Regions from separate parts of the Mus musculus genome. Here all the other regions are linked to region 6. The links are chromatin contacts, called in public HiChIP or PLAC-seq maps. All regions are on one chromosome and are shown on one strand. Each heading gives the region's core, a stretch centred on a gene start, on an enhancer-like site or on the middle of the called end of the contact. The rest is flanking DNA. Distances are from core to core; before and after follow the strand shown.

The links. HiChIP or PLAC-seq counts read pairs in DNA pulled down with a chosen protein or histone mark.
Region 1: a contact with region 6 is called in an H3K27ac HiChIP or PLAC-seq map of embryonic stem cells, with 3 times the contacts expected there. The contact joins the promoter of Sall1 here to the enhancer-like site in region 6. A contact is called at or near these places in 10 of 39 promoter capture datasets (the 3T3-L1 cell line, the C10 cell line, HPC-7-derived erythroid cells and 5 more), 1 of 484 Hi-C or Micro-C datasets (embryonic stem cells), 9 of 115 datasets of contacts at active chromatin or transcription factors (embryonic hindbrain, embryonic stem cells and neural tube) and 1 of 9 other capture datasets (embryonic stem cells).
Region 2: a contact with region 6 is called in an H3K27ac HiChIP or PLAC-seq map of embryonic stem cells, with 10 times the contacts expected there. The contact joins two enhancer-like sites. A contact is called at or near these places in 1 of 39 promoter capture datasets (neural stem cells), 2 of 484 Hi-C or Micro-C datasets (arterial endothelial cells and cerebral cortex), 10 of 115 datasets of contacts at active chromatin or transcription factors (embryonic basal ganglia, embryonic forebrain, embryonic limb bud and 2 more) and 1 of 9 other capture datasets (embryonic stem cells).
Region 3: an H3K4me3 HiChIP or PLAC-seq map of embryonic stem cells shows a contact between it and region 6, with 14 read pairs. The contact joins two enhancer-like sites. A contact is called at or near these places in 2 of 484 Hi-C or Micro-C datasets (both in embryonic stem cells), 8 of 115 datasets of contacts at active chromatin or transcription factors (embryonic basal ganglia, embryonic stem cells and neural tube) and 1 of 9 other capture datasets (embryonic stem cells).
Region 4: a contact with region 6 is called in an H3K27ac HiChIP or PLAC-seq map of differentiating embryonic stem cells, with 19 times the contacts expected there. The contact joins two enhancer-like sites. A contact is called at or near these places in 2 of 484 Hi-C or Micro-C datasets (both in embryonic stem cells), 10 of 115 datasets of contacts at active chromatin or transcription factors (differentiating embryonic stem cells, embryonic basal ganglia, embryonic hindbrain and 3 more) and 1 of 9 other capture datasets (embryonic stem cells).
Region 5: an H3K27ac HiChIP or PLAC-seq map of embryonic stem cells shows a contact between it and region 6, with 4 times the contacts expected there. The contact joins two enhancer-like sites. A contact is called at or near these places in 1 of 484 Hi-C or Micro-C datasets (embryonic stem cells), 5 of 115 datasets of contacts at active chromatin or transcription factors (all in embryonic stem cells) and 1 of 9 other capture datasets (embryonic stem cells).
Region 7: an H3K27ac HiChIP or PLAC-seq map of embryonic stem cells shows a contact between it and region 6, with 7 times the contacts expected there. The contact joins two enhancer-like sites. A contact is called at or near these places in 2 of 484 Hi-C or Micro-C datasets (both in embryonic stem cells) and 8 of 115 datasets of contacts at active chromatin or transcription factors (embryonic stem cells and stem cell-derived neural progenitor cells).

What each region holds. Positions count from the first base shown.
Region 1 is chr8:89,040,740-89,044,356 of GRCm38.p6, reverse strand. It overlaps Sall1 (spalt like transcription factor 1), which reads left to right and starts at 1,495. Exons shown (of 3, transcript NM_001371070.1): 1 at 1,495-2,005. The coding sequence starts at 1,930. It overlaps Gm3134 (predicted gene 3134), which reads right to left and starts at 3,114. Exons shown (of 3, transcript NR_166639.1): 1 at 2,561-3,114.
Region 2 is chr8:90,793,409-90,797,099 of GRCm38.p6, reverse strand. No RefSeq gene overlaps it. Among named protein-coding and RNA genes, the nearest start is that of Gm19935, 22 kb to the left of the region's middle. Within about 2 kb of position 1,554, at least 177 of the 459 cell types and tissues checked have an H3K27ac peak or open chromatin away from gene starts, as enhancers often do. A contact at or near this core is called in embryonic stem cells, where this site is marked.
Region 3 is chr8:89,014,366-89,017,990 of GRCm38.p6, reverse strand. No RefSeq gene overlaps it. Among named protein-coding and RNA genes, the nearest start is that of Mir8110, 8.6 kb to the left of the region's middle. RefSeq lists a cis regulatory region at 1-3,625. Within about 2 kb of position 2,315, at least 39 of the 459 cell types and tissues checked have an H3K27ac peak or open chromatin away from gene starts, as enhancers often do. A contact at or near this core is called in embryonic stem cells, where this site is marked.
Region 4 is chr8:90,669,036-90,672,809 of GRCm38.p6, reverse strand. No RefSeq gene overlaps it. Among named protein-coding and RNA genes, the nearest start is that of Gm35850, 70 kb to the left of the region's middle. Within about 2 kb of position 1,854, at least 48 of the 459 cell types and tissues checked have an H3K27ac peak or open chromatin away from gene starts, as enhancers often do. A contact at or near this core is called in differentiating embryonic stem cells and embryonic stem cells, where this site is marked.
Region 5 is chr8:88,989,840-88,993,840 of GRCm38.p6, reverse strand. No RefSeq gene overlaps it. Among named protein-coding and RNA genes, the nearest start is that of Mir8110, 33 kb to the left of the region's middle. RefSeq lists a cis regulatory region at 1-4,001. Within about 2 kb of position 1,875, at least 8 of the 459 cell types and tissues checked have an H3K27ac peak or open chromatin away from gene starts, as enhancers often do. A contact at or near this core is called in embryonic stem cells, where this site is marked.
Region 6 is chr8:89,822,501-89,826,223 of GRCm38.p6, reverse strand. No RefSeq gene overlaps it. Among named protein-coding and RNA genes, the nearest start is that of Gm24212, 160 kb to the right of the region's middle. Within about 2 kb of position 2,458, at least 14 of the 459 cell types and tissues checked have an H3K27ac peak or open chromatin away from gene starts, as enhancers often do. A contact at or near this core is called in differentiating embryonic stem cells and embryonic stem cells, where this site is marked.
Region 7 is chr8:88,948,603-88,952,669 of GRCm38.p6, reverse strand. No RefSeq gene overlaps it. Among named protein-coding and RNA genes, the nearest start is that of Mir8110, 74 kb to the left of the region's middle. Within about 2 kb of position 2,564, at least 28 of the 459 cell types and tissues checked have an H3K27ac peak or open chromatin away from gene starts, as enhancers often do. A contact at or near this core is called in embryonic stem cells, where this site is marked.

The DNA of each region.
Region 1 (3,617 bases), core at 246-2,745, 780 kb after region 6:
AGTGCCCACTTCGCGCGAGCCGACTGTGTCACGATCCAGACTCAAAGGCGCTCCAGAATTGGGGCGTCCTTATGAGCCCTCTCCTCTCCTGATCGCGAGATAGGGCAAGGATTGTGTATCTGCACCCCTCCCCCGCCTCCACCCCCATTACTCAGCCGAAGTTTAGTTAGTTTAGTCCTTCGGGTGCAGGACTTCGGGAACCTCGGCGAGCGGAAACCCCGAGGCAGGAGGAGGTCTAAACTAAGCCGAGGACCAAGCCTCAGGTTCGCAGGCGCCCAAACCCGGAAGAGGGAGTACAGGGCCCGGATCCCTGGGTCCCGTGAGCGGGTAAGAGAGGCTGGCTCCCAGCTCTGGGAGAGAAACAGAGAGAGATGGAGAGAAAAGTTTGGGCGCCGCACGTAGCAAGTGTCGGAAAAGTGAAGGCGAGTCACGGCGTAGCTAGCAGGGCAACGAACAGGACCCCCCCTCCATGCTCACTCACTCCGGGTAGCCACCTCGTCTGCGACGAGGTGGCGGCCTCCACCCCTAGGACACGGAGCACTAGGGTCCAGGGTAGAGGCGGTGCCTAGGGTCTGGCTCCAGCAGCACCACCCAGGCCAGGGGAGCGCTGCTTAGCACAGAATTAGCTGCGCCCCTCCCCTCCCTCCCGCAGAAGCTGAACTCGGAGCTCAGGCAGGTCCTTGCTCTCCACCCGCCCGGAGCTTGGCGGCGCCACGGTGGCCGCCGCCTCCCCGCGGAGTGACGCGCCCTGCAGCCAACCGGGGCGGCCGGGGGGAGGTTCGGGAGGGGGTCCTGGGCGGAGCCGAGCCGCCCCCTTATCCCACGGGCTCGGGGCGCTTCTCCCGAAAACTTCAGCCCTAATTGTCCCGGGAATGTCCAAGGTAGAGAAAGGGAGCTAAGGAGCCAGCAAGAGGCTGGAGGGTCGCCGCTCCCAGGCAGGGAGAGGATGGGGTGGCGAGAAAACTGCCCCTCCCCCCAAGCCCCAAACCCATCACGTCCCCAAACCTTTCCTGGGTCCTCTTCTCCGCACCCCCGCGAGCCCGGGATCCTGAGAGTGGAGAACTCTGGGCGAAGGATCTCCGAGCCAGGCGGCGGGCAGGCGGGAGGGAGGCCCGGCAGCGAGCGGGAGGCGGACTGGCGTGGGGCTGGCTCTTCCCCACTCGCTTTTTTTTTTTTATGAGAGTGGGGGTGGGCTGCTTTCTGGTAGCTCTTAAAGAAAATGAAGGAACACTCACGAAATGGGGCGCCCTCTCCTACCCCGTCCCGCCACGGGACTCCCTCCCCCTCGCGGGCCAGTACGCAGCGCGGGAGTTAGGAAGTTCGCCGCTCGCCCGCAGCCTGGGTCCCCAGCCCCCGCCGCCAGCCCCACCCCCACGCGGCCCTGCTCCGCTAGGCTCCCGGGCGAGCATGCTAATTCGGGTCGGCCCAGCCCGGGATGGAGGGCGGGGGAGGGGGGAGGGGAACGAGCGGGGGGCGCCGGCCGGGGCGCTGGGCGCGCAGTGGCGAGGAGGCAGGCCCCCGGCGGCCGGGCCGCGGAGTCCCCGGCGGTCGCCAAGAGGGTTAACCAAGAGTCGGGCGGCGCGGCGCGCAGAGCCAGCCCCGCGGCCGGCTTATTGGGCCAGCGCGCGGAGAGACAGGGGTCTGCAGCAAATCACGAACTAATTGATTAAGGCGAGCGGGTTTGAATAGCGCTGGCCCGGTGCCAATCGCCTTTCAAAGAGCCCCTCTATGATTAATCGCAATGCATTATTGATAATCATAATTATAGCAGGACACATGCGCGCTGTGCCCGGGGCCGGGGAGCCGGGGAGGGGGCGGGCGGGCCGGCGGGCGGGGGGAGCCGCCGCCGCCGCCGCTCGATTTCCGTAATTTTGAGAAGATTTTTTTTTAGTAATTTTTTATTCTGCCCCAGCTGATGTTTGAGCCAGCATGTCGCGGAGGAAGCAAGCGAAGCCTCAACATTTCCAATCCGACCCCGAAGTGGCCTCGCTCCCCCGGCGAGATGGTGAGTGCTCCGGCCGGCGCCGCGGACACACAGACACGCACTCACACGCACACTCGGACCCACGCACACGCGGCGGGCCCCGCGCCCACCGCCGCTTTCGCCTTCTGCACTCGGCGCGTCTGATTTTATTTCATGCTTCCTCGATTTCAATTTGCCGGGCCAGGCTTCCCCTGTCCCGGGAGAGCCAGCCTATCCCGGCTGGAGCTTTCCGGAGTTCCGTGTCCTCGACTGGGCGGAGTAGGGTCGACTGGCCGGCTCGCTCCTCCGCCCAGAGGGTCGGAGAAGCCGCGGCCACGACCCTGCCGCCCCGAGGGGCGATCTCTCGGGCAGAGGCCATCTGGAGCTGCCCACGCGAGCTCTCTCCCGCTCCCCGCGCGCCACCCGGGTCCCCGGGCTGGGCCTCTGTCGCCTGGGCCTCACCGCCCAGCCCTGCGGCCAACGTTAAAGAAGTTTACTTCGTCCGGGTGGCTGAACGCCGAGCGCGTGGGGAGCTCTCCGTACCCACCCCCCCCCCAAACTCTCGTTCCCACTTGGCTAGCGGGCGAAACATGGTACCTTTGGGGGTTCCGAGCCGTGAGAACTGGGGGTTGGGGTGGAGGAGCGACATCCTGGGGTCGCGGCCGAGTGCTGCCGGTCGCTCTGGAGACTGACTTAGGGACAGGGAAGTGTCGCTTGGTCCGGCTTCCCAAGTTTGTTCTCCTGTCGTTTCTTTCCACACTTGCACCCATAACCCGTCAAAGTCGGGCTTGGATGTGTGCACCCCACGTATTATGGAGTCCCATCCTTCGGGACCCGTTCTGGTAAGGGTCATTAGACACTTTCTTGGGTCCCGGGTATTAGCCCGCCAGACCCCTGGAGCCAGCCGAGCAATGAAGGCAGGGTTCCGAAAGGACTGAATGAGTAGGGAAAAGTTTGTGTGCGGGAACTGTGGCCTAGAATGGGAGAGACCCGCGCAGGGAACTGGGGTCACTGAGGGAAGACCCCCTCCGACCCCAGCTTGACCTGAACTGTTCTAGGGCAGAGTTTCCGAGCTCCCAGGCCAGAGGCTACGCTCGGTTCCGGGGTCACCGGACTTTGTGCCTGACTCTCCGCTGCGTCGGTTGGAGAGTGACCAGACCCGAGGCTCGGCGGCCCCGGCTGCCCTTCGGGAATCCTCGATCCCGGGCGTGGAGGAAGGAGCTGCACCCCAGCAGAGCTCGGAAGCGTGACCTGAGATCCGCACCTCTGGCCACTACGCTCTGCGGGCGCTGGAGCCCCACATCGCAGGCTCCGTCCCCAGAGGCCTGGCTCTGAGCGGCTCTGGGTGCGGGTACGCGCAGGCAGAGCCAGAGCGACAAGGGATCGACAGCTTACTTCCTCCTCGCTGTTGGGAGAGGGCAATCCTGGCGTGAGACACCTGGACATTTTTTCAGGCGATCTGAGAGCCATTAAGGCAACTGTTTTGCCCAGCACCTTTGGAAGCTCGAAGCCTCACCAGTGTGATTCTCTGAGTCCTCTGGAAGGATCCCTTGAAACACACCCAGTTTCCCACCCCAAAAGAACCGGTTTGAGGGTAAAACCAGATGAAATTAGCCAAGGCCGCAGCAACCACTCGGACTATTTTTGTGGGGTT
Region 2 (3,691 bases), core at 305-2,804, 970 kb before region 6:
GGTTCATTAGCAAATTTTTGATATTTAATGTCTATGTATATACTTTGAAGTTCTAAGAGGTTCGACAAACCACAGGTGGCTTTCCAACCTTTTAAAATCCTGATATCAAACAGCACTTAAATTTCTGTATTCTTTAGGAGGCAGTGTTCCAAGGAAATCACTCTGGGAAAGACTGGCTAGATGGTTTCTATTGATTCCTCTTTGCCTTTCTGGCTCTTTGACTTTGCTGCTCAGGGACTCCAAGAACTTTCTCTTCTTCAGTTACTCACAGTACTTTATTTCCTTCCTGTCTTTTTTAGTTTTAGACAGTCTTCCTCCGTACAGCAGGCTAGCCTGGAACTTACTCTCCTTCTGTTGTCACTTCCAAAGTGCTGAGATGAAGCCCACTGTCCTTTCTGTCTCAAAGCCCTTTTGTGTTAAGGTCTGTGACTTACAGGGAGAAATATTTCCTGTGGTTCATGGATGAGACAACAGGACAGTGGGTTTCCTTTCTTCAGACCTGAACAGTTTTACTGTCATGTCCCAGGTGAATGTGGTTTCTAGGTTCCAGTTGTTTTGTTTTGTTTGTTTTTTTAACTTTCAGAAAAAGTTTACTTTGTCAAGGTCAGAAAAGCAGGTCAGAAATGGAATCTTCTGCCAAGCTTGGTGTTCTGTAATCCTACCACTTGGAAAGACTTAAGGCAGGAGGATTATAAACTTGAGGCCAGGAAGGCAAGAGAAACATACAAACTCCCCAGAGACACAAACTCTTTAAGTCAAGAGGAACATTGTGGTTTTTGTGCCTCCTGTGTGGTCAGCTCTGAGAATGAACTGGCTAAATCCTTGTTGGATTTTCAACTGGCAGAAGTAAGGCAGGGTCCTACCCAGAGACCAGAGGACGAGCTCCAGTCTAACTTCTCGAAGGAGAAAAGCTTAAATCTGTGCCTGATAATTACGAAGGGCTGAAAATGTGTGTATCCATGTGAGGATGCGTGTGTTTTTGAAACAAGGTCTCTAGCTCAAGCTTCCTTATATATCCAAGGATGAACTTGAGCTAGGTTTCCCTGCCTCCATCTCTCCTAAGCACGGTATTCCAGGCACCTGCCGTCACGCCTGGATTATTTACTGCACAAATGAGTACAGTGACCTGGCTCTTGTAGCCCATTATCCTGAATTTGTTCATAACCACCCTGGTACTTTTCTTATTTTCCACCCCTGAAATCTGCTCCTCTGTTCCCTGCCCCAGGAACTGACTCCAACACCCATCTGTTTATTCAAACAAGAATCTAAAAACATCCCTGACGCATCCCTCTCCTCTCTGAGCTGGCTGCTGTGTGCAAGCCAACAGGAAGCCAACACTCTCTACAATGTGACTCTTCTTTTTCTGCTACAGTCAGAGCGGCCATGACACCATCACCTCGCACCAGAATTGCGTTACTAATGGCTTTGACCTGCTCTCCTCTGATGCTATGGTCCAGTTTCAAACCCTCTTCCACCTGCCGGTAGTGGGGCTTTTTCAAAACAGAGATCTAATCTTGATCAAAGTACAACAAAACAGAAAACAGGCTCACTGCTCTTTGGCACCACCTAGGGGACAGAATGGAACAGAGGCAAGGGATGGTGGGGGTGGGGTGCGGTGGGGAGAAGGAAGTGTGGGCGGGGCTGGCCCTGCTTCCTCCAGGGGCAGGGTAAAAAGAGTGAAAGGCTGTAGGGTTTTTAGTTTCTTCCGGGCTGGACATATTTGTATACACAGCTCCCTGTCCTCCACGCAGGTCTTTGATGGCTGGGGTCTGAGGGTTTCCAGCACCCTGGGCGCTGTTTCAAAACTTCAACTATCTGGTGGAGAGTCAGGCAGGAGAATTTACCTTCTTGGAGGTAACATCTGCCTGCAGGTTTAGAGCAGATTTAGGAGCACAGAACAGTCACTAGAGGGAGGAAAAGGCAAGCGAACAATTCAGGCTTTCTTAGGTCTCCAGGAGGCTTCTCCTGGAGCCACACACTGGAATCACCCAGGGAGACCTTAAAAACCAGAGATGCTCATCCTAGCCCTAATGATCTTGCTGGCTGAGGTTTTGACTAGATGGTCCCAAGGGGCAGCCAGGGTTTACAACCGGAAGCAAAGAAGGAAGGAGAAAGGAAGAAGAGTGAGGAAGGGAAGACAGGAAGAAGGAGGGGGCTAGGAAGGGAGAGAGGAAAGGGAGAATGAACGGTTCATCTTAATAAAGACAAAGATTCACACGAAGACCACCGTGTAGTCCTCCCGTCTGTATTCCCACCATCCCAGGCTCCAGTGTTTGACATTCCAGCCACACAGCTCTATGTTCCCTTCTTCAAGCTCATCCTACTCTCCCTGGACACAGAAGTTTTGACTTGCTAACTCCCTGGCTTTTTGCCATCATAGCTCTGGTCCCTCACCCTTCATATTTTCACTCTCACTTTCCCAGGATGCCTTTCAGGACGCTCTAGGGCATCCCCTGTATCCTCTGCAGCACCATCAACTGCACTGAACATTTGACTAGAACTTTTACTCTTAGTCGTTCTAGCTAGGGCTTCATGAACATAAAAGCTACATTTTAACTTATTATTTATATATAATATGTTAATATAATAACATGTAATAAGTTTATAAAATATACTTAAAATGGAACACGCACACACACACACACACACACACACTTAAAATAGAACACACACACACACACACACACACACACACACACACACACACACACACACACACACACACACACACACACATACACACACACTAGGTTTTCCTTCTAAAGTCCAAGCTAGCCTAGAACTAGCTATATAGACCAAACTGGCCTTGAACTTGTGATTCTCCTGAAGAGGGCCTAGCTTGTGGGATTGGCATCTGGTACATGAATGCACAGGTAAGTTTATTATTATTGTGCTGGGGGAATAAAACCTGGGATCTTGTGTATGCTGGGTAAGGAAGTGCTCTATCACTTAACTATAAGTCCAGCCTTAAGGTATCTTAAAGCTACATATAGAAATAGATATGTCGAATACATATAAAGCTAGATGAAGTTCCACTGAGCATTGGATACATTTGCAAGAATTTTCTTTACAGGTTTTGTATTTTAAAACTCAGTAGCAAAAAAATGGTGTGGAAAGATCAGCATGGGGAGTGACCACTAGAGGGCAGGAGAGGCAAAGAGATGCAGGCCAGCCTGGCAGCCCTGAGCATGGATGTCTTGCACATTCTCAGAGCAGGGATTTTGGGGCCATGGAGAAAACTCTGGAATCCAGAAGCCAAAGATGTCTCCTTTGTAATCCCTCGTGTCGTGTGCAGAGAGACAGCTTGTTGTCACCTTCCTTAACTGTGCTGAGCAGACACAGCCAGGATAGCAAGCATGAGCCATTTTAGGAACACTCAGGAATGTCAAGAAGACGCTCGTCCTAGAAGTTGCATAGACTGGCTCTCAAGAACAGGCAAAAACTGAGGATTCAGAGCTATCTATAGTCTGAAGCTGGGGGCCTACTTCCTTTCTCCCGTGTCAAATTGTGCTCAATGCCCCTCCCACCTCCCCCTCCCTTCCTCCCTTGGCACTGGGGATCAAACCCAGGGCCTTGTGCATGTCAGGCATATTCAGTTGCTGAGCTGCATTCCTCCCTGCTATTTTATTTTCCAGACACAGTCTTGCTATGTTATGTAGTCCAGGTTGGTCTGGAACTCTTGCATCAGCTT
Region 3 (3,625 bases), core at 1,066-3,565, 810 kb after region 6:
GAGTGTTGTCTCCTTCTCACACCTCAACAACCGTGGCTGAGGGAGCTAAGTGCTACTCACTCCTACGGGACTCCTACAGTTCCTGCCCAAGCTGTCCAAATTAGCTTGCCTGACACATCAACAAAGACCATTCGTGGCGTGAAGCCCCCTAGGGAGGAATCAGACAGGACCTTGGCTTCCTGCAAAAGGAAGTCCTCCCTGGAGGTGCTCAAAAAGGAGCAGAGCTCCTGAGTCTGGACCTTCCATGGTGACTATCCTGGGCTCCCAAGGATTTGCTTTCTAACACTGCTAGAGAGGATGGAGTACACAAAGATGCCATCCTTCACAGCAGATGAAGAAACTGAGGCAGGGGAACTGGCACTGTTCCAATCTCTGTCTCGGAGTGTCTGCGTAAGTGGCAGAGAACCTCTTTGTATTCAGGATTCAGGCTGGGGACATGGCTCAGTGGGTAAAGACATTTGGTGTATGAGCCTGGCCACCTGAGTTCATGCCCTAGAACCCATCACATAACAATGGGAGGAGAGAGCAGACTTCACAAAGTTGTCCTTTGACCTCACCATGACACACACAGGCCCTTCCTCGCAGAATAATGTATTTTTAAAAATAATTATATTCAGGATCTTTCAGCCTGGGAGAACAGATAAATAAATTGTGGTAAATATATACAATAGAATATTATTTAACCATAAAGAAGGATGAAATTATGCCATTTGAAGGCAAATGTATGGAAATGGAAATGTTCATATTAGACCAAATAAGCCAGACTTCATCAAACACTATATGATCGGTCTCAAATGTGTAACGTAGGTATATCCTAAAGACATGAAAGTATAAAGGGACTAATGTGAGGAGAGAGAGGAACCAGAGAGGGCAACAGACCATGAATATGATCCAAGTCCACTGTGTCCGTCATGTATCAAAATGTTCGAAAGTAAGTCGCCACTATAGACAAATAGAGTTTGCTAGTAAAAACGAATAAATCAGAGATTTCTCTCCACAAGCCTGGTCTTTTCAATGGGATGCCCACTATTGCAGACTCTGTGTTTCTCCTCTGGCAAGAAACTCCTATCATCTCTGTCCGGAGAAGGTTGGCTTTGGGCCCAGTCACAACAGAAACTTAAACAGGCTAGCTTCCCGCAGAAGGGGATTAAGTAATCCAGAAAGAAATATGTTCTTCAGTGTAGGGCTCAGGCTCAGGGCCCTTCACATGATAGGTAAATCCTGTATCAGAGACCCACACGCTGAGCCCTGCAGGGAACAAGCTGTACCCAGAATCCCCTTCCCACTCCTAACTCCCACAGTTCCTCAGTCCTTATCTCTCGCCTTTGTCTGCCTTCATCAAATGGTAAAAGGCTAGAGCTGTAGTTTGATAGTAGTTTGTTCCCTTCAAAATCTCATCATGACCTTAGTCCCCATAAAGGTGTTATGAGGCCTGAAGAGTTGGGGGAAGACAGTTCTAAAACCTTTAAGAGGTGTTTGAGTTTTGGGGAATTTGTCCTAGAGAGAGGATGGATTCAGTTCCCTCCAGAATGGGCTAGCTACACAAAGGTGGGTATCATTTAAAAAATAAAATAAGAGCCGGGCGTGGTGGCGCACGCCTTTAATCCCAGCACTCAGGAGGCAGAGGCAGGCAGATTTCTGAGTTCAAGGCCAGCCTGGTCTACATAGTGAGTTCCAGGACAGTCAGGGCTGCACAGAGAAACCCTGTCTCGGAAAACCAAAAAATAAAATAAAATAAAATAAAATAAAATAAAATAAAATAAAATAAAATAAAATAAAATAAAATAAAATAAAATAAAATAAAATAAAATAAGAAGGCTGGCTTCCTTCGTTAGCATTCTCTTGCTTCCTGACCTCTCTTTCCCTTTCTACCACAAGGCTGTCCCCTTGACAGCCAGGCAGAGGTGAGCACCTTCCAAGGCTGTAGAGCCATTATTCAAGTTAACCCTTTTTCTTTATTAAAAAAAAAACACCAAAACTCCAAAACCTAGTCTCAGAAATTCTGCTATAGCAACAGCAAACAGACTGAGACAATTAGTAAACTATTAAGCACTTTCTAACTTGCCATTTGGCAAGCATCGGGTTTGCTCCCTGGTGCTCACAGCACAATGGAGGTCGCAGCGTGAGCCAGAAGACTGCAGAGAAGAGTCTAGAAGGATGCAGAGGACACTGGAGTATAGCCACACCCAGGAAAAGAGTTCGTGAAAACCTTTTCAAACCTGGAATGGCAAATATTCAGCCCCTCCCCCTGCCTTGGGCACTGTCTGTGGGTGTGGGCAAACATCAGTGACACAAGCCAAGTTAGTTTTGTTGCCTACAGTCCTGCAAACTGCCCAGAGGAGTGGCCTCTGAGGCTCCAAGCTGCTTTTCTAAGAGCTGCTGCTTCAGCCAAGATGATGACTAATGACTCTCTCGGGTGGCTGCTATAGAGCATTTTGCACCTAAAGCGTGGAGTAGGGCTAGCCAGAGAGACAGGAGAGTGCACTATCAGAGGCCATACCTTGAACTCGGATCCTTCCACAGAAAACTTCTCAGTTATGATAGAGACAGAAAAGGAGCATAGGAGCCATTGCCTCTCTGAGATCAGAAAGCAAGTCATGCGTTTGTGGTCCACGTTACAGAGTGATACAGAGCTGAGGAAGTCTATGGGTCAATGGGCTTGACCATCGTGGGGTAGACTCGGAGTCGTCCACTCTGCTTCTGTGCTGTGCCTTGTACTCAGATTTAACATCCTTTTACAGCAGAGAGATGGTAGAGATGAGACCTATTCTCTTTCTTCTCTTTCTCCTTGCTTGCTTTCTTTCTCCCTTCCTTCCTTCCTTCCTTCCTTCCTTCCTTCCTTCCTTCCTTCAACTTAGACTTCTCTTATACAATAGTTTCTACTGTAGTTTCCCCTCCCTTCACTCTTCCCAGTCCCCCCTCACCTCCACTCCCATTCCCCTCCCACCTTGATCTCCCCTAGAAAAGAGCAGGCTTCCCAGGGACATCAACCAAATAAGACATAATAAGATACAGTAAAATACAATAATCTCGTAATAAGATACAATAAGACCAGGCACAAACTCTCATATCAAGGCTGGGAGATGGAACGTAGTACTGGGAAAGGGGTCCCAGAGCAGGCAACGCCCACCCCATCCCTATTGCTACAAAGTTGCAGTTTCAGGATTTGTCAGTTTTTTTTTCCCAAATTTCTTCCACTCTTCTTGTTCTCTGGTACTAGCTCAGGTCTTACTTTCTAGAGGTGCCTTGGATGGCCACCCCACCCCCAGCCTAATGAAGCTGTGCTCACTCCCAATGGCGGTCTTCCCCTCTTTGGTTTTTGCTTCTCTGGTTCTCTTACCCTGGAATTGTCTTGCCTTGCCTCTTTGTGTATGTTTATTGGATCTGTCTATTGGTTTACAGTCTTCTTCCTGAGAGTAGGGACTGACTCTACTGCCTTCTCCATCACTGAATCTCCCAGGCCCTAGCACAGCGCCCGGGTCAGGGATGAGTGGGTGAAGGACTTGGACTCAGAAGCAAGGTATAGGCAACCAGTTCTGACTTTGGAACCTCAGCTGAGAGTGAAGCAGAGGATGTGAATCTTTCATGAGCAGAATGGTCACAGGAAGAGGAAAGGAGTTGCTTA
Region 4 (3,774 bases), core at 605-3,104, 850 kb before region 6:
TGTGTGTGTGTTTGTGTGTGTGTGTGCATGTATTTGTGTGTGTGTACCAGGCAGATGTTTCTCTAACACTCTATGTAGTCATTTGAGTAGTCAATGCTAAAAATACCAGAATTCTCATTCTCAAAACACACATAAAGACGGGAAAGTTCTGAAGCCTTGACTTCATGTTTGGGTCATCCTTTAAGGAAAATTATTGCTGCCTCCTGCTTAATTTTGTTTTTTGTTTTTTTTTCTCCCTATACTTTTCTAAAAGAGGAAGTAAATTTCCAGGGTTTCAGGGTCAGAAGGTTCAGGCGTTTTGTGTGAAGGATCTTAAGCAACATGCTTAATATGTCTGCTAAACACATTGGCCAAGCCACCCCTTCCCTAGGAATGGCTTTTTTATTTTCAGTGGGATGACTTGTCCAGGTGGTAGTTCATGGTTCAGCTTCTAGGATCTGGAGAGGTAGCATCTTTAGGCCATACCTTTGACAAATAGCAAAGGCTATCCCTTTGGCCAGCAGCTCAGTGGCCTTGACTATGTTTCCTGACCCAACTCTTTGTAGAAAGCCTGCATTACCTCTCTGTGGGAACTTCCCAAGTCTTTAACCCAGGATGGTGTCTTAGCCCCTACGTCACCTCACTGTCCAAATTTCATCCATGGGAACACAAGAACACGGGTAAAGACTAAATCTCAGCTGCCTTGAAGACCAGCTGGTCCAGATGTTTCACAGAGAAGGATGTTGAGGTACAGACTGGATGCTCCCAGGTCACCCTGCATCTGCTAGGTTGCGGCGAATGTTAACATCTTTCACTCCTACCTTGTGTAATCACACCTACATTTTAAATGATTTTTATGTCTGAGAGTAGAAGTCGCTTCCGAACCGAAGTCTGCTTGTGCCCACAGCTTCATCTCTTCATGCATATTCCTTGTATAAAAATGTCAAAAGTCTATTTTGGGGTTTTGCAGAAGAGAACTCTTTCCGAACGATGCTTGAACTGTTAAATATCATCTCCTATCTCCTTTTTTTTTGGGGGGGGGGCTCTAACCTTCAGAAAGCCTGGTACAGGATGAAAGTGGATTGAGGCTGAGATTTTCCAGAGGCTTGGTCTCACTCCAGTGAAGTGCTGCTAATCACTTTGTGTCGTTATCCAAACCAGTCTGCTGTCATTATTTAGAAGGACGGTGTACCATGGTCGAGAGAGCCATTGACCAGAATTCTTGTTATCAAAACAAATTTAGAAGAAAAAAAAAAAAACCAAAACAGTCTGTATCATTGAACTCATTAAACATGGAGTTCATCTTCTTGAGAAAGACATCTCCCCTCCCCCTTCCTGTGGCTTCTTCTTTCTCCAGTTTCCTGAAAAAAAAAAAATAAATTTGTAGGACTCAGGGTAGGTTTTCTTCCTGGGCTCCCAAGTGACAGGCTTGGATACTTGAGAGACACTGATCTAGCCCCATTCTTCCCTTCTGATAGGAAGAGAGACTATTTAATCCATCCAAGCTTAGGTAGATCATCTGTGAGATCATTTGGCAGGTAAATGGGCAACTAAGACCTTCTCTAGTCTGTCCCTTCCTTGTGAGGTTCCAAGAAGCATTAGTGAGGACGCAGGCGGGAAAGTTTCCAGTCTGTGTCTTTGCATGAATTTAATCATCTCCGTCAGAATCCTTAAGGAATTACAATAACAGAGATTCATTCATAATTCACAATTTCCATTATCTTCTTTCTACATCTAGTGTGGGGGGTAAAATTTATGGCTTCATTTACATTGTGTTCTATGAATAATAGAAGAAATACAGTAAAGGCCCGTGGAAATGCTCTTGCTGCAGAGGCACTTCGAAGTCCATCTGCATCACAATGGCTTCCTCGTTCAGTGCGGAATCTGCCAGCCTGCAGCTGCGCAGGGAGCATTTCAAAGGGGCCATCCTCATTATACAAAGTCTTCTCTTTCTTTGAACTTCAAAGCAAAAAGGAGAGACCTTAAATGGTATGGGGTAGGTAAAGTGATGAAATTGTAAGTTCAGGTATAAAATATCGTCAATTAGGAGTATGGGGGAAACAGCCGTTCGGAGGAGCAAGCGTGTTTGCTTGGAATGCAGGCGGGCAGGCACACGGTCAGATCTGAGCTTCAGGTTTCTTTGAGCTTTGGGGGCCTTAAGGGTAATCTAGCTCAAAGCCCTCCTTCTGCAGTCGGGGAAACCAAGGCACAAAGAAACAGACTTCTTCAACATTCTGCATTACAGCAGAGAGAGGGTGTGGAGCAGCCAGCCCCTCCCTCCAATCACATTACCTTTTGTTTTGAACTCAGAGTACCTGGCGTTGTGACAGGGCAATAAAGCTCGGCAGTAATCCTCTTGCTGAGGGATTCCCCCCACCCCCACCCCCGTTTTCTTTTTCTTTTTTTCCAAACCTGGAGCAAAGATGTTGCCAAAGGTAGCCCCCGCCCCCGCCCCAAATAATAATCTTCCTCAATTGAAAATCTGCGTTGAAAAAAAAAAAGGAGATTTGAAGAAAGACATTTGTTATACTTCTACAACGAAATAAATTTCAGTTTTCTTTTTATGAAGGAAGAACAGTAAGGCTGATGTAACCCTGTCTGTGCTCTATTTCTCCCCCTGGTATCTGGAAGCAGCCCTATCTATCTGCAAACAGCAACATCAACACAAACAAGATAAAACAAACAAAAACAAAAAACAAAACAAAACAAAAAAAAGCAAGCCATATTTGTGCAGAACGGCCTGTTCCTTGAGTCATCCACGTTCCAGCAGCCATCATAGCATCATAGAGGACAACTGAAAAAATAAATCCCCTCATCCAGTTCTCAGGGTGTTGTTACTCAAGGTAATATATGTGTGTGTGTGTGTGTGTGTGTGTGTGTGTGTGTGTGTGTGTGTGTATAAATATAATTGTATGTGCCTTTGCTTACAGTTTGTGGTGGGTCATGAAGAGTGATTCCCAAAACCATTCTGTCCATCAACTCCTTTCCTGGACCCTGTCTTCTGCTTCTCCTGCATAGTTTTGGAAAAGAAAAAAAAATCATGGAAAACCAATCCCATGGAAAGGTTTTAGAAAGGATCTCCGGTTTCCTACCAAAGACTCCCAGAGCACGTTCCGACTGTAGTGTTATTAAAGTGACTCAGATACCAAGCCAGTGTGGAGGCCTTTTGTATTTGGAAAGGGCAAGCAATATTAGTAGGCAAAATGCATACAGATTCAACAGCTCTGGGCTTCACGGACACACATTCTCTGTGATCCAACACATCTAATACATTTAGTCACGCACAATAAAAACCAAACAAAAGAGTCAACCATCAGTCTTTTGCCGTCTGCCGCTTCCCACCCCAAGCTTTAAGGGATTTCTCCGGTTAGGCACAGCAAAACTGAACACAGTGTTTTCTGCCCCCACCAAGGACTGGGAAAACTCGAAGCACATTTATGATGGTGAGGGGGGAAGAGAGAGAACTCGCTACATTGTTTACCTTTGTGTGCTAAGGGCTTACTCTCTTTATTCTACAAAGTGTAGCATGAAGTCAGATTGACCTCTTGCAGAGAGAATTCTAGTAGGGTGTGTACCAAGACCCACGTGTTAAGCTAACAGCAGCACACCTGAATTTTTATAGTTCATAAAGTAACCAAGACTCAATACATCAGACCTTCAAGGATTTGTGCAAGAAACTGCACCTTCCCCAATTTTCAGCAACTTTGTTGTTGTTGTTTGTTTTGTTTTTTTACACACCAGCCTGTTATTTAATTACAAGAGCTGTCTGTCTATAAGCTTAGAATGTAGGGTAGA
Region 5 (4,001 bases), core at 626-3,125, 830 kb after region 6:
GATCCAGGTCACCCTTCCCATCCACAGGACAATGGGTGGACCAAGGAATCCCTGCCAGAGTTTGCCTCTCTAGGTTGACAATCGAGAGGACCAGCAGGTGCAGAGGCCTCACTCTTGGCCACACTGGAGTTGCACCTTGCTGGGCTCCTCACCCACCGCTCCAACAATGCCTACCCACACTGGAGTTTTGGGTCCCTGTCATCCCAGTTAGGGCTCTGTAGTGAACTCGATGAACCATTCTCATCTGACTCTGCCTCCCGACCTCAGCGCTGTGGACACTTAAGGCCAGATGACTCATTTGGGACTGTCCTGTGCATTGTCAAGTGCTTAGCTGAACCTTTCTCCTTCTCTTGAATGGCAGCTGCAGCTCTCCCCACCTGTAGACCCAGAAGCATCTCCAGGTATTCCAGGTGCCCCTTTGTGATAGGAAGGAGGGACTATCCTCGCCGAGTTCCCTAGTCTGGAACATTACAGCAAGGGCTGGGCCTTCCCTGTTTCTCTCTGTCCTTGGGTTTCTTCACCCTGTGACACACAGTAGGCGTATATAGAATCAATAAATGACACAGTAGGAGACATGACACGCTTCAGAGCCAGATGGAGTCTGTACCACCTGTACACATGCATCCTCTGATTGTGAAATATTTGTTAGTCACTGTGGGGTGCTAGGTTCCTATGGCCTGAGAATACAGGGTAGAACATAGCAGTTGGGCAGGGACCTGGGGACCCTCTTACATCTAGTGAGAGCGAAGCTATGGAAGGAGATATGCAGTCATTCAGCAAGATAATTCACAGCAAGGAACAACACTGCGAGGAAAATACCAACAGGAGCAAGAAGAGCAGAGGGTGAGTTGGGAAAGAGGGAGGTATCTTAGAGAGAAGTTAGTAGTATGGGGGGGGTCTTAGAGAGAAGCTGGGGTGTGTGCGGGGGTGTCTTTAGTAGATGTGACAGTTGGGAACACCTCCATTGTTGGCAGGTGAACTTTGAGCAGACACTAAAACTGACAGAAACACAACACTACTTACTCCATGTTTCCCTTCTGTCAATCTCCAAGAGCTGACACTTAGTAGGCACTTAGATGCCTGCTGCATGCCAAGAGTTGACACTTAGTAGGCACTCATATGCCTGTTGCCTGCTGGTGGGTTCTCTCCTCTGTATGCTTGCTGCAAACAATCCTTTGAGCTCTAGAGTAAGTTCTAGAAACTCTAGCCGGCCGAGGGTGAGCATGTAATATCAGGGACAGTCTGAGTCCCTGAGCCACCCTGTCTCCATTTGGTTCTGTTTTGACAAAGAGGGTTTCTGTGAAATAAACGAAGCAATGATCCCCCCCTCTCAATCAATCGTTTAATCAAGCATCAGTCATCACTGTCATTTAAAACCCTGAAACTGCATCTATACACCCTGGCCGTTCCCCTGGCCCAGGTGTGAACCCCAGAATGGACGGCTGGGACAAATATGTGAGCTCCCCTCCCTTGCAAGTCGGCTACCTCCCTGATCAAATGCACGCAGAGGATGGGGTAATGTTACTATTGTGCCTGGGTAAGAAGGTCCCATCCGGCCCCCACCCCACCCCAATGTGGGGGAGGAGGAAGCTTAATCATTACTAACACTAACTTGCCTTTCTGGAGCCTTGAAAATGAGAATTTTGCCCTTTTTTCCCTGTGAGTAAATTGGGTCAGAGTGTTCCCAGAATTTACATTTCAATTAAAAATACAATAATAACACATTGTGCAAATAGTGAATGATTCCGACCCAAGGGAAGATGACACCGCCCGCTACTTTGTTAATGAAAAGCCCCCTTCATTGGGACAGGCCACACATCAGCAGTAACAAATCTCCTGTCTTGTTCTGGGAATGGGGGGAGGGTGGGGACGAGGAGGTGATCGAGTCACCACCGCCCTGTGGGGACCTCCAGGCCATAGTAGCACCACCCAAAGCAACACGTTCATTGTTTCTGCCTGCCCCGTCCATCCTCCCAATGCAAACATGACTGCTTTTATCAAGGCTTTCGGGTTGGGGATGTAGCTTGCTTAGCTTGCAGGAGACCCTGGGTTTGATCTCCAGGACTGCATAAAACCAACTGTATTCCCAGCCCCCCAAGGTGGAGGCTGGAAGAGTATAAGGTCCTCCTGGTGTAGAAGACATTGTGTTTAAAAACAAAAAAAATTTGCCTCGTATTAATTTTGCTATGCTAAGCAATGGCAGAGGGCATCTGAGCTGCTCCCTCTGGCCTTTGTAGGTAGACTGAACTTTTGAAAGACCAACTCTTAGCCTCTCAACCTAGACTTAGACCACTAAAAGAAGAGTCTAGAAATTTGTGGTTGTGACCCTTTGAACCTCCACCCCATCCCCACTGCACACCTCACTGATTGTTAAAGTTGGCTTTAACCCCCCACCTCCCAGACTTAGGATTTTATCCTGACTCGAAATGTCTGGGAGGGAAGAGGGATGGCGTGGCAGGCGGCAGGCGGTGACCTTTGAGGCTTTCCCTGGGGAACACAGGAAAGGGCGGGGGCTGGGTGTTTGTTTCTAAAGACACAGGTGAGAGAACTTACATCATAGGTTGGTTCTGAAAGAGAAGTGTCCTGGTTCAATTCCACAGAAAAGGAAGTTTTTGTGAGAGAAAGAGAGGTCCTTCCCCACAACCTCCTCCTGTTGCAAGGACTTGAAAAGCACCTGAGAAAGCAGGGGCATCCAGCAGTACACTATAGGTGTCCTGACTCAAGGAGCCCCGGTGTGACTGACTGGTGTCTCTGTTCTTCAGTCTGGTACATGTCAAGTGTGGGGAGCCAGCATGGCATGTCTTCTGTTGCATAGCTTCTGTCCAGGGGTTTTCAGTGAAGTTAAAAATGTAGATTCAGTGAACTATTTTTATATAAAAGACTTGCTTAAGGTCTTTTATTGTCTCTCTGTCTCTGTCTCTCACATAATGAGCAATAAGGCCATCACAGCTTATGTCCTCCAGTCTTCAAGTCTAATAATTATCAGAGTATAATCAACAAGTCCATTAATAACACTTTATAATACTGCTCATTTTATTCTCAGGTGTGGGCCAATGAACTTCAGGTATAGATAACACACACAGATGGCTCATCCTGGAAACTTTCCCAAAGACTCATCAATTTTCCAAGGAAATATCACAAAGCGTGCAGGCCAAGATTCCCCAGAATTCATCTCCAAATCCTGACCTCGCTGTTTCCACAAATCCCAGGCTGGTAAGTCTTGAAGCTCCATCAGTCCCGAACAAGCCCTTGCATTTACAGATCCTCCTTAACCCATCCTTCAAGTTCTCAACAAACCTCAACCTTCCTTCTGCCCAAGAGGTGGCTCAGACAGTCTGCCATCTCACTTTTATTGATATTGGAGTAGAACACAAGTTTTGTCTCAGAGGTCTGAACAAGTAACAATATCCTGCAAAATGTCAACGGTTTTGCTTTAGATCGACTGCATTTCAATTCATTAAGAAATTGTATCAAAAATAATACATTTGCTTTGCTTAATACATAGCTGAACCATAACACAAGCCACATCTGGACCAGATTGAAACAGCAGGTCCCGTGTGTCCCTTCCAGCCCTAACAGCCAGTTTCTGAAGCAGCTACTATCCGTTCCTTGGCAATTTCCTCTGGCTTGTGCCTTCAGTGATAATCCTTGGGTTTTCGTTTCTTAGTTTCAATTTCCAACGGCTACATATTAGTATTTCTAAATGGAAATAAGTGAGAGGCTGTAGTTTTCTGTCCCATCCTCCCATCTCTCTGCTCCCATCACAGGTTAGCTGTCAATTTCCTGCAGTTATGAGTGGGAAAATATTATTCTTGGCCTTCGAGAGTCGTGCCTCCCAATGTCGTTCTTTGCCGATTCCTGCCTCTCTTTGGTGGCCTTCTTTGACTGTCTGGGTGACTCTTCCCACAACCCCCAGTAGCTCTGTACAAAAGCCTTCAATCCAATTTTACACCCTGCCACACCTGTCAATTAATCTGTCAGTCCTATTTTTTTTCAAGAGC
Region 6 (3,723 bases), core at 1,209-3,708:
AACACCCAAGGTTGACCTCTGTCCTTCATGCACACATGCATGAACTCACACACAGACACAGCACACTCACAAGCAAAATACAACCAAAACAATCTTTGCCTACAACCATGCAAGAGCTGTGCAGATGTATAGAGACACATCTGGCATTGTATCCTCCCTAGGGCCAGAGTCTCTCACAGGGAGAGCTAGGATGATGCAGGTTTTTGGTGGGAGTTGGTGACAGGAAATTTCTAGAGCCATTGCTTGTGGTCACAATGGTTTTGTCTTTATTTCTCTTGAGCTAACGTCTCACTGGTCCTCATTTGTCTGGTCACTCTTCTTTTAGTTCACCAGTGGGTTAGCTTGTGCTCATCAGAGAAGTTTACAGCAGATGACTGACCTACCTTGTTTCAGATACTTTTCGAACATGTGTGTTTTTGTTTGCTCCCTGTTGCCTTAGTAAGAACCATAAGAAAAAGCAACTTAGTCCTTCAGCAAAGGAAGCCAGGTCAGGAGCTTAAGCTGGGCAGGAACCAGAAGGCAGGAACTGAAACAGAGACAACAAAGGAAAGCTGCGAGGTGCCCCCAAGGCTTGCTCATTCTGCTTGCTTATATACTCCGGGATCACCTGCCCCCATGGCACCACGCAGAATGGGCTGAACCGTTACACATCAATCATCAATCAACAAAACCACCCACAAACTTGCCCAGGGGAAATCTAATGAATGCGCTTTCTTAATTGAGGTTTCCCCTTTCCAGATGCACCTAGCTTGAGCTAAGTTGACGAAACTAATCAGCACATTGAGTTATTGCTAGACTTTTAAAAAATTAGTAGCAATGGAGGTTAGACTTGGAGGTCCAAGGCAGGGTCTGTGTTGAGCCACTCAGTACAGTCTACATGATGGAGAATGGAGGATGCTAGCTTCAGCTACTCAGCTCCAGGATGAAGACAGGAATGTCTCCTGAGCTCATCTCCCTCGGGACAATGGGAGGGATAAGCCAAGGATCCTGTGGGCAAAAACACACATGTCCTATGGTTTGCAAATTTTAAAATGCTCTCTCCTTTCAGTGCAATTATCCTTCTCTTGAAAGGAAAATGATCCATGATCTTCCCATGTAAAGATCCCTGGGTGGAGGTGGGGGACAATGTCTTTCTGCTTCGTGCAAGGTCTACAGCCCCATTCCTCCCCCACACCTAATAAAGAATGTCAGACTTCTGGTCTGTTAGTCACAAAGTAAATGCTCACATGGGCTCCTGTCATTGCGAGTGTTGAGTCCCTAGGAAAACAAATGAGGGACTTGACCTCTTTGGGGTTGTTTTTGTTGTCCTCAATGTTCACTGGGGAAGGAACAAACAAGTAATACTGTAGCCTCCCCCAGCCCTGAGTAGGCTGGCTCAGACCTGGATGCCACTGAGAATGAGACCACCTGGGGTGGAGCCTTCCCACCTAGATGGTTCTATTGTTTGGTCACGTAGCTGTTCTTTTCTGAGACACTGTTACCTGCTGAGAGATTCAGAGAGATTCTGCAGACAGCAAGCAACCTAGTGATTGACACCTTCTTGCCAAACCAGTGCTGTCAGACAGCCGCTTACAGGCTGGCAACAGGCATCAAGAGTGGATCTGTGGGAGATGGGCTTTCTGCCTATATAAGCACAGATTTTTAGTAAACTCTGGGCCATGATCAGAAAATTTGTCTTGGTCTCTTTACTTCTCTCGCCGTTCTCTCCTTTACAGCTCCAGCCTCCCACTCAGGAATCCAGTTAGTGTGGCTGCAGTCGACTATATAATCGGTTTTCAGAGTACCTTTCATTTAAACTTGTCTGTTTAGTTTGATGTTTCTCCCATCTTGTTTCTACACCCCAACACACACAGTCTCTCCCTCTCTGATGGGCAGAGGCATTGCCTAAATGACACGAGCACTTTCTACTTTAAAGAATACAAATAGAAGCGACTCAAAGTCAACATTGGGGTGTCATCTGGCTCTACACACATTCTCTCCTGTAATGCTCAGAGCTGAGGTCCAGCAGGAAGATCTGCCTTGTCCAAGCTCATATTGCTAGTGAATGTCTCGCTCCATATTTTTAGATGAGCCACTAGTTACTTGATTGATGTGAATTCTTTGAATCAAAAAGCACATCAAATGGACTGAAGGGACAAGCCTGGCCAGTTTTTGTCCCATATAGCCTAAAGACTTCTTCTATGTAAGATTCTGCAAACATACCAACAAGCAATCTCACTACCATCTCATTCAGCTATAAAACTCCTCTGAATTTTACTGCATGGATTCTAAGCCACAGGCTGCTTTAGTCACTGTTAGCCTCTGGTGCCAGCCCTGTCTGTCACACCTCCCTCTGCATGCCCTTGCAAGAGACCCTTGGTTGGCTCCTAGAAGAAGGAGCATTTGAACAGGCCTTCTTGTTCCCTTTCAGATGCATGAGCTATTAAGTACTTTTCATTGTAAAGAAATGGGAACTCCCATGTGTCCATTGTCCTTGTGTGGTGGTATTCTTTTGTCAGAGAGCACTGGAGCCTATTGTTCAGACTCCTCTTTTGTTCACATTGAATTCTTCATGATGCTGCATATTTATTATATACCATCCAGATTTTGAGACCTGTTTACTGGGATTTGGGGCAGTTGTAGAGAACAGTGGTTCCACAACGACATACTCAAACAAGGCAGCTTCAAATGAGCCTTGTATGTCTGAGTGGGATTTTCTAGTGCAGATGCTAAGGGCAGGGAAGAGTGTTCACTGCAAGGATATTAATCTTCTCTCCCAGGGAAAAGCAGCAATGAGATGGATCACTGGGTGTTTACCTAGCACAGAGCAAGTAGTCCACACTCATCTGTCTTCTATTCAGCCTCCTTTCAGAGAGACATTATGAGCTAGCCCCGCTCTTGTGATGGCAAATATCACCCGTGACAGCTTTGCAAGTGGCCTTAAGAGCTTGTCAGGAAACTAATCAATGTAGCTCTTCACAAAGGAATCTACTTGATCAATAGCACCAAGAAACCCCAGACCTAACAAACAGATCACATAAGAGCTGTCATGATCAATAGAAGTCTCAGGGAAAATAAATTCTTAGGGCTATTTCAATGAATATATCATAAGTGCTTTGTGCTGATAGCCTTTTCTCTGAGAATTTCCCAAACCCACCAAAGTAATAATGGGAGAGAGTGCACATAGGCAGCCACAGGTTTTCTCACACAAAGACTTGACACAGGACACACATGCAGGGTTCACAGAGAAGAAATAATTCTGATTTTGAAGGAGATTTATTCAAATATATCCTATATTTCCTCACCAACTAGATTGTGAATGTGTTCTTAGATGAGGTTTGTTTTGGTATATCAGAACCAAGGGCATGGCTCCGGCATGAGAAAACCAGTGAATACATTTTGAGCTCATCACCACTCCTCATGTTTCTCGAGGGATACATGTTATTAAGTGGAGATCAAACATTCAAACATCTGACTCCCCCCTCAGAGTTCTTCGAAACACTCTACATTTAAATGTAGTAAACTTTCCTTGAAAACAGTTTGAAATGCAGAGATAAGGAGACCTTGAAATCACTACAGATTCAAGTTTCCTCCTAGAAGAAACAGTAACACATTGAGGTACTTACTGTTCATCTTTTCTGGACTCTGAAGTGTATGTCAGTTATCTTGTTTCTTAACAAATTGCTCCACCATGTAATGACTTAAGACAATTATTACTTTACTTATAATTGAGTGTAGGAATCA
Region 7 (4,067 bases), core at 1,315-3,814, 870 kb after region 6:
GAGGTCACATTGGTTCAGAATCACCTGGTCACTCAGGAGCAACCTTACCTGACAAGTTATTCCAGTCTCTGAGCTTTTATAGCCCCCTGCCTCCCAACACAACCACTCAATAAACAAAACAAAACAAAAAAACCAAACCAAACCAAACCAAAACAACCCTAACTAATTGTAGCTGTAGCAGCGCCACGCCACTCACAAAAGTGAAGGCCAGGGTCTCTGCCCAAGGGTGTGGCCACATGATGGAGTATCCTTCAGCTCTTTGAAACGGGCAATGCTGCCATTTGTGGTAACTCGCATCAACATTAAAGGCAACACGCTAAATTAAACAAACCATTCACAAAAGGACAAATCTTTTAGGAGCCCACTTACCTGTGATACCTAGAATGGTCTGACACACACAGATGAGAGGCACAATGCTGGTTGCCCGGGGCAGGAAGAGAAAGAATAGGCCATTCTCTTATGGGGACAGAGTTCCAATTGGGGGGGGGGGGTGTTAGAAAGTTGTCTCTTATCAGTGAAGCACTTTCCTTGTGAGTGTGGGGAACTGAGTTTGAGATGCCTGTCTCAATAAAAAGGTGACTGTTCCCCAGGAAGCAACTCATGAGGTTGTCTTCTGACCACTACACGATTCTCACCTAGGTGCGGACCCATGAACACGTGCACACAGGCAAACACACACAGAGAACTGTGTGGCCGGTGGTATAGTTGCCAAGCAACGAGACGAGAATAGTGCACTTAAAATTGGTGACTGTAGCTACATGCATATTTCACCACAACCAACATGAGAGCAAATTTCAAAAATACGAATTACTCACCCTGGGAATGTCAGATTAAAAATAAACATATGACTAAAGAAGACACGCTGCGGGACCAGGTGGCTTGAGTCAAGGTACACTGGAGCCTGTGAGTATCGGGCTCCCACCACGCCCTCCCTGCTTCTGAGGGAGAAGGCATGCTGGGATGGATGGCCAGGCTCCGGGCTGACTTCCTGTTCTGTTGCCCTCTCCCCCTGCGTATTAGCTTCGCCATCTTTGGCCCTTGCGTCTGGGCATCAGAGGAGCCTCCTCTCAAGGAACCCAGCATCCCCCTCTCCCTCATTTGCTGGTGGGGGACTAGAGAGCTTTCTGACTTGGCCTTGGTAGATGTTGGCTTTCTTTTTTGAGGAAAAAAAAATAAGGTTTTGTCTTGTTATTTTGAGATAGGTTCTATGTTGTCCGCGCTGGACTCACTGGAATCACAAGTGTGTGCCGTCATACCCTGCCTTGCATGCGTTTTGAAACAAAGCCAGGCAAGTGTGTGACCTGTGTAGTGTGGAAGAAAGCGTTTGTCTGACTGTTACGTCAGAGCTTTGAGATCCAAGCCTGGTCAGCCACCGTGGTCTCACCCTTCATTCACTACCGCCTTCTGTTTTCTGTGTACCCAGGAAAGAAAGCACTCCCAGCTTTGATCAGCATCTTAGTTAAGGTCTCTCTCTCTCTCTCTCTCTCTCTCTCTCTCTCTCTCTCTCTCTCTCTCTCTCTCTCTTTCTCTCTCTCTCTCTTTCTTTTTGGTTTTTCGAGACAGGGTTTCTCTGTGTTAGCCCTGGCTGTCCTGGAACTCAGAAATCGCCTGCCTCTGCCTCCCAAGTGCTGGGATTAAAGGCGTGCGCCACCGCGCAGCTTAGTTGAGGTTTCTATTGCGCTAAGAAAACACCATGGTAACCTCCTCCTTTGGGGAGGAAAGGATTAATTTCCCTGACATTTCTATATCACGGTCCTTTATTCAAGGAAATCAAGACAGGAACTCAAGGTTGTAGTGTGCAGTTATAAAAATCAATCCACACTATGGCTGGCGAGGCACCGGCAACGGCGGTCTCTCCGCGCCCATGGCTATCCCCATTTTGGCTTGGAAACGGCAGCTAACCGCAGGAACCTGGGCAGACCGCCGCGGCTTGGGGCTTTCCTTGGGTGTGGGAAGACCGCCGTTGCCGTTGCCGTTGCCTAGCCGGCCATAGCATGGATTGACTTTTATAATTACACGCTACAAAGGTAAGGGAGGTGGAACGGAGGCCATGGAGGAACACTGCTTACTGACTTGCTCCTCGTGGCTTGCTCAGCTTGCTTTCTTATGTGACGTGGCACCCGGCACTGTCTGCAACGAGCCTTCCGCATCAATCGCTAATTACGGAAATGCTGTAGACTCGCCAAGAGGCAAATCTTATGGACACACTTTCTCAATGGAGGGTCCTTCTTCCCGAATGACCCTAGTTGTGCTGAGAGGACCTTAAATTTACCAGGGAAACAGGAAAATTTGGGAGCTTGAGACTCTTCAAGCTACCAGGCTTAAGGAAGGTTCTGGGGTATAGCTCAGGGCCAGAAGAAAGCTGACCTGCTCCTTGTCTGCTGTGGAGCTTCCAGGAAGAAACTGAGATATATGTCTCTGGCTCTGGATCTGGGAGGCTGGGGGTGGGGGGGTATAGGGCAAGTGTCAGGTGTTAGGGTGTGGGAGCTTACGCAGGAGGAAGAGGGCCTGTGGCGAAAAGTCAATTGCCGAAAGCGTCTCTTGTATACTGGAGACTCCTCATTGGCTGGGGAGGTGGCCAGTGAGTCAGGCAAGGAGAGAGAGTATCAACCCTGGAGCCCAGTGGCCCGAGTCTTAGAATCTGTCCTGCCATTTACTGACCTAAGTCAGTTCCCGGCATCCATTCCACAAAAGCCAGCTGCTTCAGGAGGCGCTGAGAGCTCTGCTCTTGTCAGCCCACCATCAGTGCCTGGCGCACCTGAGGCAGATGGCGGAGCACAGGCTCCTCATTAGAGCAGCACTGACCTAAGGCTTACAGGCCTGGGCAGCTCTCTGCCCCTCGGGTGGGAGCCTCTGGCCTACTAGAAACAGAGCTGAGGGGCTGGCTTGGACCAGCTGGGAAAGAGGTTATGAAATAATAATCAAGGCAGCTGTGCCCTGAAGATGTTCTAGAAGGCTCTCTCCTTCCTTCCCTGGTTAGCCATGATGAGAAGTCAAGAGGAAATGGCGGACTTAGTAAATCAACTGGGGATGCGGCGGGCAAGAAAATTTCCTTTGAGGTCAGTCTTCAGTTCAGACTGCCTCTCTAGCTGTGTGGCTCTGGGAGAGTTGTTTAACCTCTCTGAGCTTCAGCTTCTTGCCTATCTCTAATTGACACATAATTAGTGTGCATATTTTTGAGGCAGGGTAAAACCCTTCAACACATTGTGCAGTGATTGTCTGGGGAACCTCATCCATCCCCCAGCCGTCGTCCTAGCTGTCCTGAGACCCACAATCACAGTTCGCTCCAGTTGTAACTGAGCTGTGGAGCACCAGCTCCCTCTGCCCTGTCCTGTCCTCAAGTCCTTAGCAGGCACTGGGCAACAGGACGTTTCCGTGATCTCTGTGCTCCGTGGCTGTAATCCTTCGAGTCACCTCATCTGTCACCTGGGACGGTGCCACAGCCCCTATTAATACAGCCACACGTGGCAGTGCTGTGCTCGGGTGCCACGCTCTGGCTGCCTGTGCGGGCACAGGGCCTATTTTTAGCGCGTTATGTCTGTAATTATGTAGTTTCGCTGCCTTGCAAATGCGTATCTGCTCTGGGGAGAGGTTACGCTTCCGTGATCTGTTATTTTTGATAGGGCAAGATGTGCAAAGTCTCTTTGAAGCCGTGCCTCCCTCCAGCCCCAACTACCCTGAAAACAGTTCTGGGAATTCCTGGTTGCCAATCAGTCAGCAACCATTGTAACATTGGCGTATCAATGGGGCAGACACTAGCTCTGTTCCCTGGGGTCAATTCAATCTGTTTATAATTTTTGATCAATCTATAGTTTTCGAAAGTCGAGGATTCCTTTGCGGGACTGGATCTTTGAGGGATCAACAGAGTGTGGGTGTCAGCAAGATGGGGAGTGAGCTCCCACGCGAGCCACAGCTCTAGCCAGGAAGGGCCTTCAGAGGGATTTTTGACTCCAGAGGAAAGAGAGTGGGCAATGTAGGGGTCAGCCCAGGTGAGACAGAGCTGGGCGGAGACTTGGCTGGAGCAGGGGCCTGGTGGCCCTCGCTGTGACAGATTAGGAGATTAGAAG